Regions from separate parts of the Pan troglodytes genome. Here regions 1 and 3 are each linked to region 2. Evidence: chromatin contacts called from public HiChIP or PLAC-seq data. All regions are on one chromosome and are shown on one strand. Each heading gives the region's core, a stretch centred on a gene start, on an enhancer-like site or on the middle of the called end of the contact. The rest is flanking DNA. Distances are from core to core; before and after follow the strand shown.

Region 1 (2,830 bases), core at 150-2,649, 260 kb after region 2:
CCTGCCTCAGACTCCCAAATAGCTGGGATTACAGACATGCACCACCACGCCTGGCTAATTTTGTATTTTTAGTAGAGACAGGGTTTTGCCATGTAGGTCAGGCTGGTCTCGAACTCCCGACCTCAGGTGAGCCACCCGCCTTGACCTGCCAAGTGCTGGGATTACAGGCGTGAGCCACCGCGCCCGGCCCAAACTGATATTTAAAGAAAAGAACAATGAATTATTTATAACTTAATTCTCAATGTCATGGTTAACATGTTCCGTGGGAACAACCAAGGGAAAAAGAGAGGATTTTGGCTTTTCATAACATCCAATTGGCAAAATCCTTTAAAATTTTTACAGAAGCCTCTAGTAAAATGCATATAACACTTTTCTCAACATGCTTCACCAGGTCGGTATGATAATGATGAGCGTATATACATATGGTCCCTGGTGACTTTTATCTTCTCTTTACTGCATCAACTATAAGGCAAATCCCGGATTCAAAGATGTTAAAATGTGAAGAAACGTGTGCTTTAGAATTCATGGAATAAGGTTCATCTTCTAAATGAAGAGACTTCGCTCACTGGATACTTACCTCTTCATAGTATATGCAGTCGGCCATCAGTATGTAGTCGGGTGGAGAAGGAAAGCCTTCTATTTCTTCCCCCCTTAAAAATGCCAAACAAATATTTCAATTGTTTTAATAATTCAAAATACTCTTGTTTTATAAAGAACCGGAAAGTCCCCTTCCATCCTTTTAATGAAACGCAATTCAAAACAAACTACAAATCAATATCTTAAAACAAGCTGAAAGGCCATACAAACCATTTCAGTACCTTGGCTTGAACAGAACCAGTGACAAGATGCTTGTTCATATTAATATTCATCTTCAGCAAGTCTTGCAATTCCTCAAGATCGGTGACTACAACATCAGCCCTATAAAATAACGTCGACTGAGGTGTAGGCACAGGGGGGAAAGCCTGTAATCCGGATTTCCCCAGCAAGAAGGCGCCCCCACATCCCGCCCGCCCGCCAGCTCTTACCCGAGGGTAGCAGCCATGAGCCCCACGGCCCCGGTGCCCGAACCCAGCTCCAGCACCGACCGCCGGCTCAGCGCGTGGGCCCCGTCGCCAGAAAACTCGGGCGTTTCCAGGTATTTAGAAAGGACAATGGCAGCGTCCCACACAACGCAACCCACGCCACCGGAGCTATACTGCTGTAGTCGTAGCACTGTACCATCCCGCTTCTCCAAAACTCGCACAAAGCTCCGCAGTGGGTCCTCCAGCGAGGACTCCAGCGTATCCGCCATTGCGCCCGGCAACAGAAAGCGGCGCGCGCAGGGACGTCACATCAACGCGCACCGCCCCACCCTGCGACTCCGCCCCCTGCCCGCCGCTGAGTTGGCGACGCAGCGCGCGCGAGTTAACAAAGCCCGGAAGGCAGCGTTACCCGGGCGGGGCCGAGCGTGGGGCCCCTGCTTACCCGACGCGCTTGGCAGCCTCCCTCTACCCTAAATCACACGTTTGGCTTAACGAAGAGGCCGTTTAAATCACTTTCCCAGACAAAACTATTATAATCTGCTCTTCAAAAAACAAAGCCAACCTCAGAGTTTACCAAGTTGGACACTTGATTTACATAGTAGTTACAAGGCTTAAATGCAATCAGCTTCCAAGATCCTACCAAAGATGGCTATAATCTTACAATCTTCCTTTTCAAGTTCCTAGTATGCTCCTAGTTTTTTGTATGAATTCATAAAAGTGGTTGCTAGAAGCCTGCAGCTCACATTTAACAGTGAAGAAAAAATTTTGTGTGTGTGTGTGTGTGTGTGTCTATAGGACTCAACAATCTCCCCCTTTGTTCCTTATAATGAAAACACATATTTTAAAAGTCTTTTAAAAATTAAGACTGGGGTGATTTATTAATCTTGTTAAGAACTCTGATACAAAGCACAGTAAAAGGCCACAGACCAGTAAATAAACAACGTGGCTTTTGGCTACTTTACAACTGCTGCTACAGCACTATCAGCAAAACACTCTATCACTTTGAACGAAGGCATCCAAATGGCAAATAAAAGCTTTACTCACTTATCTGATTAAAATGTTTAATAAAGCTTTAAGTATTTGCTGGTTTAAATATTACCAATCTAAAAAATATATTAAAAAAAAATTTCAGTTAACACGAGATTTATAGAGAAAGTTACTAGGTCTTGAAGGCAAGGCAGTTGGTTCCTATGCCATAGAATTTTTTTTGAATTTATGAATTAGTAAAGTAGCAGATTGTATTATAGGCCTCAAGTCACTTAAATTTATATAGGTTATTAGCAGTATCTTTAAATATACAATATAAACAAAACTGTACATACATGGCATATTAACTGTTTTCCATAACAATAGGCAATTCATTAGCTAAAGACGTCATAGTCTGCAAAAACAAAAGGCACATCTGAATGAGATACATGCCCTTTTTCCCTCCATCATTGGGTTATGTAGTCTTTGTTTACATTTTGACAAAATAATAAACACTTACAGTGCCATTCTATTATTTTCATCCTACTTTTCATTTTTGTCTTCAGCAGCAAATACCGGCATTTAAGACATGGCATTAAAGAGTTTAAGAACAGTTGGTGTTATTCACAATTCTCCTAGATGTAAAAACTAGAAGTAAAAACTAGAAGATGGTCAAAGAGGTTTAAAAATCAGTAACACCATATACCCCTCCCATATTTGTGTAAATTCACTGCCTTAAAAAGGCATCTATTACTCAAATTTGAAAAATTTCACAAAAGCACTATCCCTTTTCAGTGCAATCATGTCACTTTAAACCATATTTTTGCAGAGTTTACAGTGCA
Region 2 (2,820 bases), core at 91-2,590:
GGTCTATCAGCTCTAGGAACAACACACTATAACTTGCGTCTTCCAAATGACCCAATTTTGGGGGAGAAATACAGTAAAATATAATCCAATTAATTTATTACAAAGGAGAAAAAAAAAAAGATAAAAGAGGGCCCCGAAAATATGACAAAGCTCACAGGGCTGAATAATAGAATCCAGACTAGAATCCAGATCTCAGTCCAAATCTGCTCAATCCAGCTAAAACCGCGATGCTCTCTCTCTCTCTGGGGTGAGGGGAGGGAGGTGTTCAAGAAACCAAGCCCCCGTCTGGAAACCTCTGAAGCAAACGACCACTCTGGCGTCTCGTGTTTTAACAAACGTTTCCTGCCCGACCCGGACAACCCAGGCCAACAATGCAAGAGCTTCGCGCTAGCGGGGCAAGCCAGAGAGCTGGGAGGACGCGGGGGATGGGGCACGAGGTGCCTGGGACACCCAGGGGTATCCTAAGGGTCACGGGAAAGACACCACACGCCTGTCCACTCAGGCCTAGGCAGGTCCATAGACGCACTAGGAAATAAGGAAACACATCAAGCTGGTCTGTTTGCGCCATGGGACTCCGGCCTCTGCCTCCTGCACTCCCCACACAAGCCTCGTCACTTAGGGTACTGTACCTAGCATTCAGCTCCGCGAGTACGGCGCGGAGGTCAATGGTGCTAAAGCGGCTCTTCATGGCGAGGCCCGAGGGTCACTACCGCAATTTCCTCTACTGCCCGGCCGGACTCGACGCCACTTCTCTTCCGCGCAGGCGCACTTGGCGGAGCTCTACGGCCGCGCAGAAGACCCAATATTCCTCGAGGCGAACGTATTTGTGTCGCTTTTCTGAGGATTTCGATTGTCAAGTTGCAGCTGACTCTCTTCATTGTACCAAAATTCAAATTCGAATAAAGATTCAAACTGTTCTCTTGAAGCTGCATTCCTTCCTGGAACCCTTACGGACCAGTCTGGTTACCGTGCCCCATTGTGTTTTGGGCTCAAGTCAGCCTTCATAGTGACCCCTGCTGGTCGAAACAATTTTCGAGATGATTATCAGGAGTATTTCCCCACAGGGGGGCCGTAGGGCTCAGTGTAGAAGAGCAAGGACCCCTTTCTGCGTGCTTACTTTGACATAAGATTTTGAAATGTAACGAAACGGAACTGCTTCGGTCCTTCTAAGATTATCCTCAACGATCGAGGCGAACTCTCAAAACGGAGTTCCTATTTTGATGGGTCCTGTTCTCCGAAGGAGCATTCTGCAGTTGATTACAGGATTCTCATCGAACCTCGGTCTTGGTACCCCTGAGACTCACCGCAGTACCTGGTGTACAATCGGTGCTCCATAAACACCTGGCAGCATGAATGTGCAAGTGTTTAGCTAGATAATGGTGAAATAAGATAAAAATAAAAACAAGAAGATTCCCAATGGGGGTGGGGTGGGAGGGGGGATTCACAGTGTAGTGAGGAAAATAGTCCTGTAAGAATGTAAATTCTGCATTTCTTTTGTCTTAGGATAGATGCATGGGAAGAAAGGCTACTTTATAAGGTGAGAACTCAAAAGAGGCAGGGTCTCACTATGTTGCCCAGGCTGGAGTGCAGTGGCTATTCACAGGCGCGATCCCACTACTGATCAGCACGGGAGTTTTGACCTGCTCCGTTTCCGACCTGGGCCGGTTCACCCCTCCTTAGGCAACCTGGTGGTCCCCCGCTCCCGGGAGGTCACCATATTGATGCCGAACTCAGTGCGGACACCCGATCGGCATAGCGCACTACAGCCCAGAACTCCTGAACTCAAGGGATCCTCCAGCCTCAGCCTCCCGAGTAGCTGGGACTACAGGCACGCGCCACCGCGCCCGGCGCTCGGCGTCGCTGCAAAAGAGCTGCTAGAGGCTTGCAGGCTACACATGGTAGCAACCAGAATTCCTACCACCAGAAGGCGACTCTAAACAGAAAGGGCGCCGCTGCTATTTCAGAACTGGTACCAGTAGATGCAAAAATGGCTATAGCACATACTGCACAGCATTACTGTCATACGGTACAGTAAACCATACAGAATGGCCCAAAATATGAAAGCATTGGCGAGAATGTGGAGAACAGGGAACTTTTGTATGCTGTTGATGGGAATGTAAATTAGTAGAGCCATTGTGCAAAACAGTATAAAGGCTCCTCACAAAATTAAGAATAGAATTACCATGTGATCTAGCAACAAAATCACTATCCTGAAGATATATGTTCATGTTCATTGCAGCATTATTCACAATAGCCGAGATATAGGGATAATCTACTTTTCATCAACGAATGAACGGATAATGAGTGCAAATATATATGTACACACACACACACACATACATACAGTGGAATATTAATCAGCTTTCAAAAAAGAAATAAATCTTGCTGTTTGCAACTGGCATGGATTTAACAACATGGATGAACCTGGAGGACATTATGCTAAGTGAAATAAGCCAGACATAAAAAGACAAATACTGCATGATCTCACTTATACGTGGAATCTAGAAGTTTCTCATAGAAACAGACAGCAGAAATGTGGTTTCCAGGACTTGGGATGTGGGGGAAATGGGAAGATACTGGTCAAAATGCACAAACTTTCGGTTATACGTGGAATAAGTTCTGGAGACTTAATGTACAACATGCTGATTATAGTTCATAGTAATGTACTGTATGCTTGAAATTTGCATGGGAACAGAAAACCAAATACCGTATGTTCTCACTTATAAATGGGAGCTGAATGATGAGAACACATGGACCCATGGAGGGGAACAGCACACACTGGCGCTTACCAGAGGGTGGAGAATGGGAGGAGGGAGAGGG
Region 3 (3,017 bases), core at 462-2,961, 380 kb after region 2:
CAATACTTCCTTGTAAGAATTATGAAAATAATGGAAAATCTGCAACTCTCATCGCATGAGGAAAATGTCTTTAACTTTAAAATACACTACTTCCTTTCATTTATAGAAATTTAATGTCTGAGGATACATTTTCCAAGTATAGTCTTTTAAATTAATCTTTATGTTTTCCTTATTATTTTAGAATGTATTCTTGGTTATTTTGCACAAAAGGCAGAAGAGACTAAGTTTGCATTAACGGCAAAGAAAGCAAGCCCCTGCTCAACAGGCATGACGGCTGATCACGCACCTATTCACAGTCTTTAAATGTCTTGATCTTACAAAAGGATTTATTATAAAAATGATCGTATGGTTACTACCTAAATTCACAGAGGAAGACCGCCACCATCTACAGGAAAGATGCACCCTAGCAATGCACCCAAACGTGAAAGACTGATTTGCAGGAGTTGCCCCTTTTTTGTTCCTTAAAATGATTTCAAGTCCTAAATCGCAATTTGGTCGTGAAGACACTGAAGACACTGACCAAATTTTCTAAGGGTAATCTCTTGTAAACAGGTAAGACACCGTTTGCAGGAATTGGGAAGGCGCTTTAAATTTACCTTGAGAACTGTAAAATGAATAAGAATATTATGACTCACTGACATTTCACACATGTGAAACATCCATATTACAAAAAACCATTGCCTCATAAGTGGATACCCTTGACAAGCAAACCGCCTAGGGGGAACACTCCCAAAGAACTTAATTAAAAGTAATTACCCGGCCTGAAAATGTGCTTTTGTTTTAGAAACTGTCTAAATACCAGCGGGACTTTCTCTTGCCCGATTCCAGCCTGAGGACAACAAATTGGTCAACGGCGGAAGTTGCCTGACGAAATGACTGCAACATGAAATCCAGTTTTATGATCATAACAAAACCTTCCTTCCGGGACCAGGCAAAAAAAAAAAAAAAAACTTGAGAAACGTCCTTCAGAATGCAACAGGCAATTGTGAGCCCCCCATCGCCAGCCAACGAGAAACGGCTCGGCCCTGGGGACTCGAGCCCTGTGGGAGGGACGACCTGCTCCCCGTTAGAAGCTCGGGGGGCCACGGGCCACCCGCCGGCCGCCCCGGCCCTAGCACTGACCTTCCGCAGGGCCGAGACCAACAGTCCCCGCCATTTCGGACTGTTCTCCTCGCTGAAGAACTCGTAAGGCTGCGGCGCCTGCTGCATGGCCCCGGCGACAGCGCCTCCGCATCGGGGGCAGCCCGCGGGTCGGGCCGGTGGCCTGACAGGCAGGGCGCGGGCCGCCTCGCCTCGCCGGCGGCCGCCGCCTCCCGCCCGGGCCGAGGCTACGGCCGAGGCGGCTCGGAGGCGGCGCCGGCGGGCTGGCGGAGACCCCGGGGTCGGCTTCCTCCGCCGAGGCGGCCCTCGCCTCCCGCAGCGCCCGCAGAGGAAGCGCGGCGACCCGCGAGCCCGGGCGACCCCGGGCGGCGACCTCCTTTCCCGGCGGCGCTGGCCCGCTTCTGGGGCGGCTCCTCCTCCTTTGTCTGGGTTCGCGGCCCGGCAGGGGTACAGCTGGCCCAGCCCCGCCCCGACTCCCGCTACGGCCGCGGCGGGCGGTGAGCAGCGGCGGCGGCGGCGGCGGCGGCTGCTCGTCACCTCATCGCCTCCTCCCCGCCCTCCCAGCCGACAGCGCCGCCCGGCCCTGCCCACTCGAGTCACCTCCACAGAGCTCTGGGGACCGACCCGGAGTGCGCTTCGGGCGAGCGAGCCTCGCTATGGCGCGCACAGCGCTGGCCGCCGCCGCTGCTCCCCCTTTAGCAGCAGCGCAGAGTGCCTTGGGGTCGCCGCTGAGCCCTAGGTCCCAGCAGCCGAGGCTCGGCCCGCCCCCTCGGCCCGGCGCTCATTATCCCGAATAGCCCAAGAGGCCTAACACGGAGCATGCGCGCCGCGGAGCAGGCAGAGGCGCCAGCCCGGCGCGGGGGTGCGGGGCCTGGGGCCCCAGGGGAGTCCGCTTTTCCCGAGACTGTGCTGGGGGCCGCTCCAGACTCTTCAGTTTGACTGCTTTTTACCCATATGCTCCCTCCTCTCGACCTGCTTAAGACAATCCGGACTTGGTGCCACTCTTGTAGCGCTGGAGCCCCAGGACTACCGTCGTGGGAGGCTGTATAGGGACGTGGAGAGAAAGGGGCATTCGGGCTGGACAGGATATTTAACGTATTTGTGCTCTACGTGGCTTGTTTTCATGAGTACCGTATGTTTACACAAAGTATGTACTATATATAATATATCGTTAGAGATATAGTAACTATTTCTTAGGGTGATGGTGTGGGGACCGAGAGATGAGGCGTGGAAAGCCCTTAGCCTGGTGGTAGGGTCAGAAGGGGCAGATGACAGTGACGTTGATCAAGCTTGAATTGAAAGGTCCTTCACTTGCACAGGCCCCTGTGCGTTCACAAAATCATATCGTTTTTACAAAACTTTCAAAAGATATTTTCGAATTGTTTTCTTAATCGTGTCATCCAAATTGTGTAGGCTTCAGGTCCTACAAAACCTGGATCGGTGTCTAGGAAACACTCATTAGCAACCCAGAAAAGATCCTGACAAGCTTTTCAATCCAAAGAGGCATAGGCTCTGGTAACTTTATCATTACCACAAATTTCATCCCGCTAAAGAGGCTGAGCACATTACTTTTAACAGGTTGTAAAGAAGATATTTTACTCCCCGTCCCTAGCCACCAGCAGTGAGAAAGGGAAAAGACGAACAGGGTACAAAAAATAAGTCAGTACTACAATTCAGTTCCGGCATCAGTAGCTGAGCAATTATTCTCCCCAAAACATGCACCACTTTTTCATTTGGGCAAAATCAGAATGGCAGAGTTGGAAAATAAGATTATTTTTCTTATCCACTAAATCAAGAACATCCTCTAATAAATGGCCGTATCCATTCACATGTACTTGGGATAAAAGGTGGGATGGTAAAATGCTTGTATTTCTCCCATTAATGTTTCAGTCTGTGAGAGCGAAGACTTTGGCTTA

The links. HiChIP or PLAC-seq counts read pairs in DNA pulled down with a chosen protein or histone mark.
Region 1: a contact with region 2 is called in an H3K4me3 HiChIP or PLAC-seq map of stem cell-derived excitatory neurons, with 4 times the contacts expected there. The contact joins the promoter of VCPKMT here to the promoter of NEMF in region 2.
Region 3: an H3K4me3 HiChIP or PLAC-seq map of stem cell-derived excitatory neurons shows a contact between it and region 2, with 2.2 times the contacts expected there. The contact joins the promoter of SOS2 here to the promoter of NEMF in region 2. A contact is called at or near these places in 1 of 7 Hi-C or Micro-C datasets (stem cell-derived neural progenitor cells) and 1 of 1 datasets of contacts at active chromatin or transcription factors (stem cell-derived excitatory neurons).

What each region holds. Positions count from the first base shown.
Region 1 is chr15:48,133,780-48,136,609 of NHGRI_mPanTro3-v2.0_pri, forward strand. VCPKMT (valosin containing protein lysine methyltransferase) reads right to left here and starts at 1,400. Exons shown (of 5, transcript XM_009427780.5): 1 at 1,026-1,400; 2 at 808-918; 3 at 578-650. The coding sequence starts at 1,291. It overlaps SOS2 (SOS Ras/Rho guanine nucleotide exchange factor 2), which reads right to left. Exons shown (of 23, transcript XM_016926049.4): 23 at 1,873-2,830.
Region 2 is chr15:47,869,097-47,871,916 of NHGRI_mPanTro3-v2.0_pri, forward strand. It overlaps NEMF (nuclear export mediator factor), which reads right to left and starts at 1,341. Exons shown (of 32, transcript XM_054666511.2): 1 at 630-1,341. The coding sequence starts at 688.
Region 3 is chr15:48,246,773-48,249,789 of NHGRI_mPanTro3-v2.0_pri, forward strand. It overlaps SOS2 (SOS Ras/Rho guanine nucleotide exchange factor 2), which reads right to left and starts at 1,712. Exons shown (of 23, transcript XM_016926049.4): 1 at 1,123-1,712. The coding sequence starts at 1,209.